Linked DNA regions of Ovis aries: region 1 is linked to region 2. The links are chromatin contacts, called in public Hi-C maps. All regions are on one chromosome and are shown on one strand. Each heading gives the region's core, a stretch centred on a gene start, on an enhancer-like site or on the middle of the called end of the contact. The rest is flanking DNA. Distances are from core to core; before and after follow the strand shown.

Region 1 (3,122 bases), core at 195-2,694, 140 kb before region 2:
AGTCCATGGGGTCACAAAGAGCCGGACACAACTGAGAAACTGAACTTCCTACTCCGTCCTACTCCCCCTACCCCATAGCAGTTTTTACCTTGTACTGTGATATCTCACTTACTGATTTCCTGTTGTCTGTCAGCATGTAGACACTACCTACACCAGGGTGAGGATATTTGCTTTGTTCAGGAGCCCACCCCACTGTTGGCAGTGGAGGAGAGGCATCGAGAGATCCCAGGGGGTTAGGGGGTCTCAAGCCTCTGTGTCTGCAGGGCCAGGTGGCTGTGGTAGGGAGAAAAGTTGGCTGGGAGAAGTGGGAGGTGACCTAAGAAGACTATCCCCTGCTCAGGGGGATCCTTGGTAATTGCCAGATGGTGGACAGCCTGGAAATTGTAGTTTCTTGCAACATTTCCCCCGATTTTTTTTTTTTTTTCTGGCCGCATCGTGCAGCCATTTGGGATCTTAGTTCCCTAACCAGGGATCAAACCCATGCCTCTGCATTGAAAGCGCAGTCTTAACCACTAGACCGCCAGGGAAGTCCTCTCACAGTTCTTTAAATGGGCAACAAACACATTTACACCATTTGAAAAACTAGTACTGAAACAAAACTGGTGCTCACATACATATATAAGCATGTTCACAGTAGCACGATTCACCATAGACGAAAACCAGAAACCACTGAAATTTCCATCATCTGGTAACTGGATAATATACTTTGGTGCATGGCCTTGATATACAGTAGGTGCTCAAATATTAGGTAGACCGATGAATGAATCGGAACACGTCTCCTCTGGTGTACCTGGAGATTTAACTGCCACAAGTGTCCAGGTGAGGGAAATGAAGCACTTACCGCAAGTCAACCCGGGCGGAGTTGAGTTTCACAGCCTGAACTGGGTAACTCAGGTGCCGTTGAGATGCATCTGCAGAACTCCAATAGACCACCAGAGGGCGCCTTAGGAAGACAAGCTAATAAAACACAAATTGAATGCAAATAAGCCGTAGCGGGGCTGCTGCTGCTAAGTCGCTTCAGTCGTGTCCGACCCTGTGCGACCCCATAGACGGCAGCCTACCAGGCTCCCCCGTCCCTGGGATTCTCCAGACAAGAACACTGGCAGTGAGGGTTGTTTTGTTTTTTTTTTGGATCAGGCGCGCCTTGGACAGCCCTGGCGCCGCAGAGGCCTGGGGCTCAAGATGGCGCTGCTGCCGCTACAGGACCCGGCGGAGACGCCGGCGAGGCACTCTGAGGCTTCAGACAGGGCAGCCTATGTCCTCTATCCCTCCCTTGGGGGCCATGTGTCTTAGACCAGGGGCCTGCGATCCGTCTCGATCCCGCGGGAGCAGGCGTTTCTGATCAGGCGCACTTCGGGCAGCCGCTCCCGGGGTCCCTTGCGGCAGCATCCCGGGGGCCTCCAGGGACCTCGGAGCAAGATGGCGGCGGCGGCGGGGTCCGTGAGGCGCGGGCGGCGGCGACCGCGGCGTCAGTGAGGGGGCCCGGGGGCCCGGCGGCTCCGGGCCGGGGCGCCGCCGCGGGACGGACCATGCTACGCTCCACAGGCTTCTTCCGGGCCATCGACTGCCCCTATTGGGCTGGGGCGCCCGGGGGACCCTGCCGGCGGCCTTACTGCCACTTCCGGCACCGCGGGGCCCGGGGCCCGGGCGCGCCCGGCGAAGGTGGAGCGGTGTCCCCCGCAGCAGGTAATGTCTGCCTGCCCGCTCCGAGTTCGGTTCCCCGTCGAGGGTTGGACCCCAGCACCCGGGCTTCCCCGGTTTCCCGTTCCCCGCTCAGCTCTCTCCCTGTACACTAGCGAGCGACGTCCCTCCAAGCCGGGGCCACCCACCCCAGAGCGCAGTGCCGGTCTCAGGTCCTCTGAGCTTGCGTTTTCGCAAGCGTAAAACCTAAACAGTGAGAGGACCTGTTCTAGAGGTGTCGCGAGCGTGAAGCGCGTGGGGGTCGGGAAAAGAGCGTGGCCAGCACTGGTCAACAGGCTCGGGACTCCTGCCGGGGGAACCGTTCCCGCCCCCTCCCCAGCCCGGGGTGTTGGTTGCAGCCGTTGTTTACTTCCGCGCTCGTTCCCCCGCCGCACCTCTGCTCGTGGCCGCCCCTGTTGACAACAGCGGAGTGGAGAGAATCTTGTTTAGGAGCTCTCAGACTGGGTGTCGAGCCCTGTGTGTCATGCTAGGGTCAGGGAGGGAGTCAAACCTGATTGATTGCGTGTGTGTGTGTTGGGATGAGGGGCAGACTTCCGAGAGGACGTTCAGAGGCTGCGCGTCTCTCTACGTGGTGATTGTCAATGTCACAGAGTTCAGGTGAGAGCTGCCAGGAGGCAGGCACTGTTTCTCTTAGGAGGTGTGGGCCTTGAGCAGAGACATGAAGAACGGGGGCAAAAAGAGGGGCATCACAAGAAACGGTCCACGGGGAGGATATGTGTCGTTCTTTTCAGGGGGATTCAGGCTCCGGTTGTGGCCCCTGTTCTAGGGGATTGGCTCCCTCTGTCCATCGGACCCAGATTTCCTTGTTCAGTTTCCTCTCTCTTTCTGCTTAAGACACAGATCTTCATCTCAGAGGTTTTTGAGAAGCACCCTTGCTAGTATGAAGTCATAGGCCTGTTTCCCCCGCCCCCTGAAAGGGGAAAAAAAGGTAGAATTGTCTCAGATTTCCACCATAAATTTTGCTTGGCCCTTTGGCCTTGCATCAACTGCCCAGATGCCATCATTCAAGGTCAGGCTGCGCACCTGGGTGGGACACCGGTCTGGCTCTTGGGAACCTTCCCTCAAGGAAGGAAGATGGCTGTGCCCACAGGTGCCTGAGCTTCAGGCCTGAGTGGGACGCTCCTTGGGGGTCACCCTGCCCGGGTGCACTTTCTGACTCCATCTTTTGACATGCAGGTGCGGTCTGCATGGTGTTCTGTAAAGAGCCCCTGATGCCTAGGGGCAGGCCGGCTCCCTCAAACCCTGGGCAGCGACTCGTCTGCAGGCCCATAGGTTGACTTCCAGCCGTCCAAGAGCGCTGATTTCTCTCTCATGTGTTCTTCCAAGTTCATTGGTCTCTTGATGTCTTCCTGCGTCACAAATGGCCAGTTTCCCAAAGTGTCATTTTTTAGAACCCATTGGTGATGTGGTCCTGTCTGCTT
Region 2 (3,151 bases), core at 163-2,662:
GTGACCACCAGCGGGAGGAGATTGGGTGGAGGCGAGAGAGGCAAGAATGGGAGAGCAGGGAAGGGCAAAATGTACGTCAGGACCTCAGGGAGGACCTGTTAGAGAGTTCTGACAGCTGACTGGTGGGAAGGGGTCCTGCTGGGAGCAGTGTCTCTGAAGGGGGACTTGAGTGTGGGCTGTGGCTGTAAGCACAGGTACATGCATGTGTGTGTTAGTCGCTCAGTTGTGTCTGACTCTGTGACCCCATGGACTGTAGCCCGCCAGGCTCCTCTGTCCATAGGATTCTCCATGGGGATTCTCCTCCTGGGGATCTTCCCTACCCGGTGACTGGATCCGGGTCTCCTGCATTGCAGGCAGATGTTTTACTGTCTGAGCCAGCCACCAGGGAAGCCCTGACATGGAGATATGCATTAACATCCCCGAGCACACGTGTGTATGTGTGCCCCATCACGGTGCACACGTGAGCATGCACATGTGTAAACACTCGATAAACATGCCAGAATACGTGGACACGTGTTTGCCAGGACTTGCGCATCTGCAGATATGCCGGGCAGTACTTGGAGACGTACAGGTAGGACCCCTCTCGAGGGCAGGCAGACAGATCGATGCACAAAGGAAATGTGGACGTCTGGTTATGGCAATCCCAGGTGCACACGCGTGGATAAACAGGCCTCACAAGTGCAAACAAAATTGTGCCCGCCTGTGCCCGGACGCGCCAGGTCCTGAGCACACGGTACCCAACCAAGCTGTTGCAGGGCAAGGTAAACACGTTGAAGCACATGAACACGCCAGCGTGCTGGTAGGACCGAGCGCGTGAGCACAGCTGAGAGCTGCGTACACGCGAGCACAGTGCACTCACACGTGCGAGATCCCAACCGGGCACACGTGGACATCACAAGCGCAGCGAACACCCAGAGCCCACCGGCACCGGGCACGCGCGTGCGCAGACGGCCACCGCGCGCAGCAGGCCTCCGCGGGTTTCTGGGCAGCGGACGCCCCCTGGTGGACACTGGCCCCGGGGCCCCCAGTGCGTTTGTCCCCGGCGGCGTACGGGAGTCTCCCCTGCCCCGCGCTCACACCTCGCATCAGGTCAGGCCAGGGGTCTGTGTGGACATAGAATGTTCAGATTAGGGTGACAATGGAACGGGAAGCTTTGGAGCAGTCACAGGCCTGACGGGAGGGGTCTGGAGAAGGTCAGGACAGGGGAGCCGGGTCGGGCCTCCATTTCCTTCCTCATCATTGAAGCCTCTCCATCCTGCCCATTGCTGCCCGCGCCCCCAGGCCCGTGGACTGTGGCCCGCCTCGGTATCCCTGCACCCGAGGACTTCCTGGGTCCCCCAGCGCGCGCTGTGCTCCTTGGAGTGGGGTCTCCGAGGCCGGAGGAAAACCTCAGACCCACCTCAGGGCACCACCAGGTGGCAGCACGCGCCCAAGTGCGCACCTCTGGCCTGTACCGCCGCAAGGACCCCCAGGGTCCAGCCCCCATCCCCGCGGCCAACGGGAGGGGAGTGGTCTGAGGGGGGGACCCTGTGTGACCTCGCCAGCCTGTGCCTCGGTCTCCCAGTTTCGGGATGGGGACCTGGAGGTGACAGGGCTAAACAGGCGCGTGGGCAGGGTGGCCTGGAGGGCCACAGCAGAGGTGAACTTGTAGGGAAAGCAGAAGCATCTGGCGGGGGAGCAGCATGTGCAAGGGGGAGCTGGAAGGAGTCCTGAGGCTGGGCTGAGAGAGCCTAGGGCCACAAGTGGGGTCAGAACGCCCCTCTCCCCGACCGGGGCTGCGGGGAGTGGTGGTGGGGAGTGGGGTTTCCGGCCTGAACTCAGAAGATGGAGATGATGCTGGATCCAGAGTCTATGACGGAATCCAAAGATTTTACGGCAGAGTCTGATCCTCAGTTCTCGACTTTCCCACCATGGGATGCTCAGGATAGAGCTCCCGACAGAAAATTCCAGACTTCCCATTGCCCCGCAGCCCCCAAGGTTGATGCCCCAATTTCAAGAGCAAAAGGCACAGAGACTGGGGGACCCCACCCTGTGACCCAAGGGGCAACGGTTGAGACGGAGGGACAGGGATCCTGTATCTGGGGACCCAGGCCCCCCTTCCTTACTCCTGGTGAGGAATGCCCCCTCCTCACTCCTCAGCAGTTCCAGCGTTTCTGCACCTTTAAAACAACGTGGCAGAATTAGCAGCTCCACCCTCATTAATATGTAAAAATGCAAATCAAGGGGTGATCAAGCCACAGCCCCCTGGGGATATTTCCGCTGTGTCGGAGTCTATTGTCAGGGAGGTTTCAGGGGATGGCTGTACTGGCAGACGTGGGGGAATGTAGAGACTGGGCAGTCAGGGCCCCGGGGAGGCAGTCACCCTGCTCCCTGCTCACCCCCAGTGCCCTCCTGGCTGCCTGCACACTTCCGGGGTGGGGGAGGGGTCTTCACGTGGGGCAGTGGGCAGATGAGTCTGCTTCCGTGACCTGGGGTTGAGGACCCAGGAACTTGGCTGAGGGTTGCCCCAGGCATCAGGGCCTTTGCATTGGCTGGGCTTCTCCCCACCCCACCCCACCCCCCTGCAGGATCACTTCTGGCCTCCGTATCCCCTCCCACTAAGGTAGGGGACCCCCCCCAGGACGGGTTCAGATGCCTGTAAAGTGGCTCCTTAGTGACTGTTTCTTCCCAGACTGGCTGTGGCCCACCCTACCCCTGGCCCAGAGAGGGTGCCCACAGACTTTGCATCTGGGAAACTTGCCCAGGGTCCCCCAGCCCACAAGAGGGGTGTCCCAGGCTCCCTATCTTGGGAGGGATAGAGACCACAGCGGGGGTGCAGAGGTGGGGGTCCTTCAGTTCACGTGATTACACCCAGCAGGTGGAGGTAAAGGGGAGATCCTAATGACCTGAAATGGGGCTAGTCCCCCAGCTCCGATGAGAGACAGATAGACAAAGAAACACAGAGAGGCAGAGACCAAGAAAGACAGAGACACACACAGAGGGAGATGGAGAGACAGAGGCAAAGAGAGAAACAGAAAGAGAAGAGACAGAGGGAGATACAGAGACAGAGGCCAAAAGAGAGAGACAGAGACAGTCCCAGGGCAGCCCCACCCCGCGGAGGTTCCTAACTGGCACAGGGCCAGGCGCCAGCTGCTGCTCCCCCTCCCCCACC

Evidence for each region. A called contact is a pair of places that touch in the nucleus more often than the background predicts.
Region 1: a Hi-C map of liver shows a contact between it and region 2, with 3 times the contacts expected there. The contact joins the promoter of REXO1 here to the enhancer-like site in region 2. A contact is called at or near these places in 5 of 16 Hi-C or Micro-C datasets (hypothalamus, liver, retroperitoneal adipose tissue and 1 more).

The regions. Positions count from the first base shown.
Region 1 is chr5:41,834,381-41,837,502 of ARS-UI_Ramb_v3.0, reverse strand. REXO1 (RNA exonuclease 1 homolog) reads left to right here and starts at 1,444. Exons shown (of 16, transcript XM_027970237.3): 1 at 1,444-1,686. The coding sequence starts at 1,530. LOC132659885 (a long non-coding RNA gene) reads right to left here and starts at 1,463. Exons shown (of 2, transcript XR_009600856.1): 1 at 842-1,463.
Region 2 is chr5:41,694,027-41,697,177 of ARS-UI_Ramb_v3.0, reverse strand. No RefSeq gene overlaps it. Among named protein-coding and RNA genes, the nearest start is that of TCF3, 11 kb to the right of the region's middle. Within about 2 kb of position 1,412, at least 33 of the 54 cell types and tissues checked have an H3K27ac peak or open chromatin away from gene starts, as enhancers often do. A contact at or near this core is called in hypothalamus and liver, where this site is marked.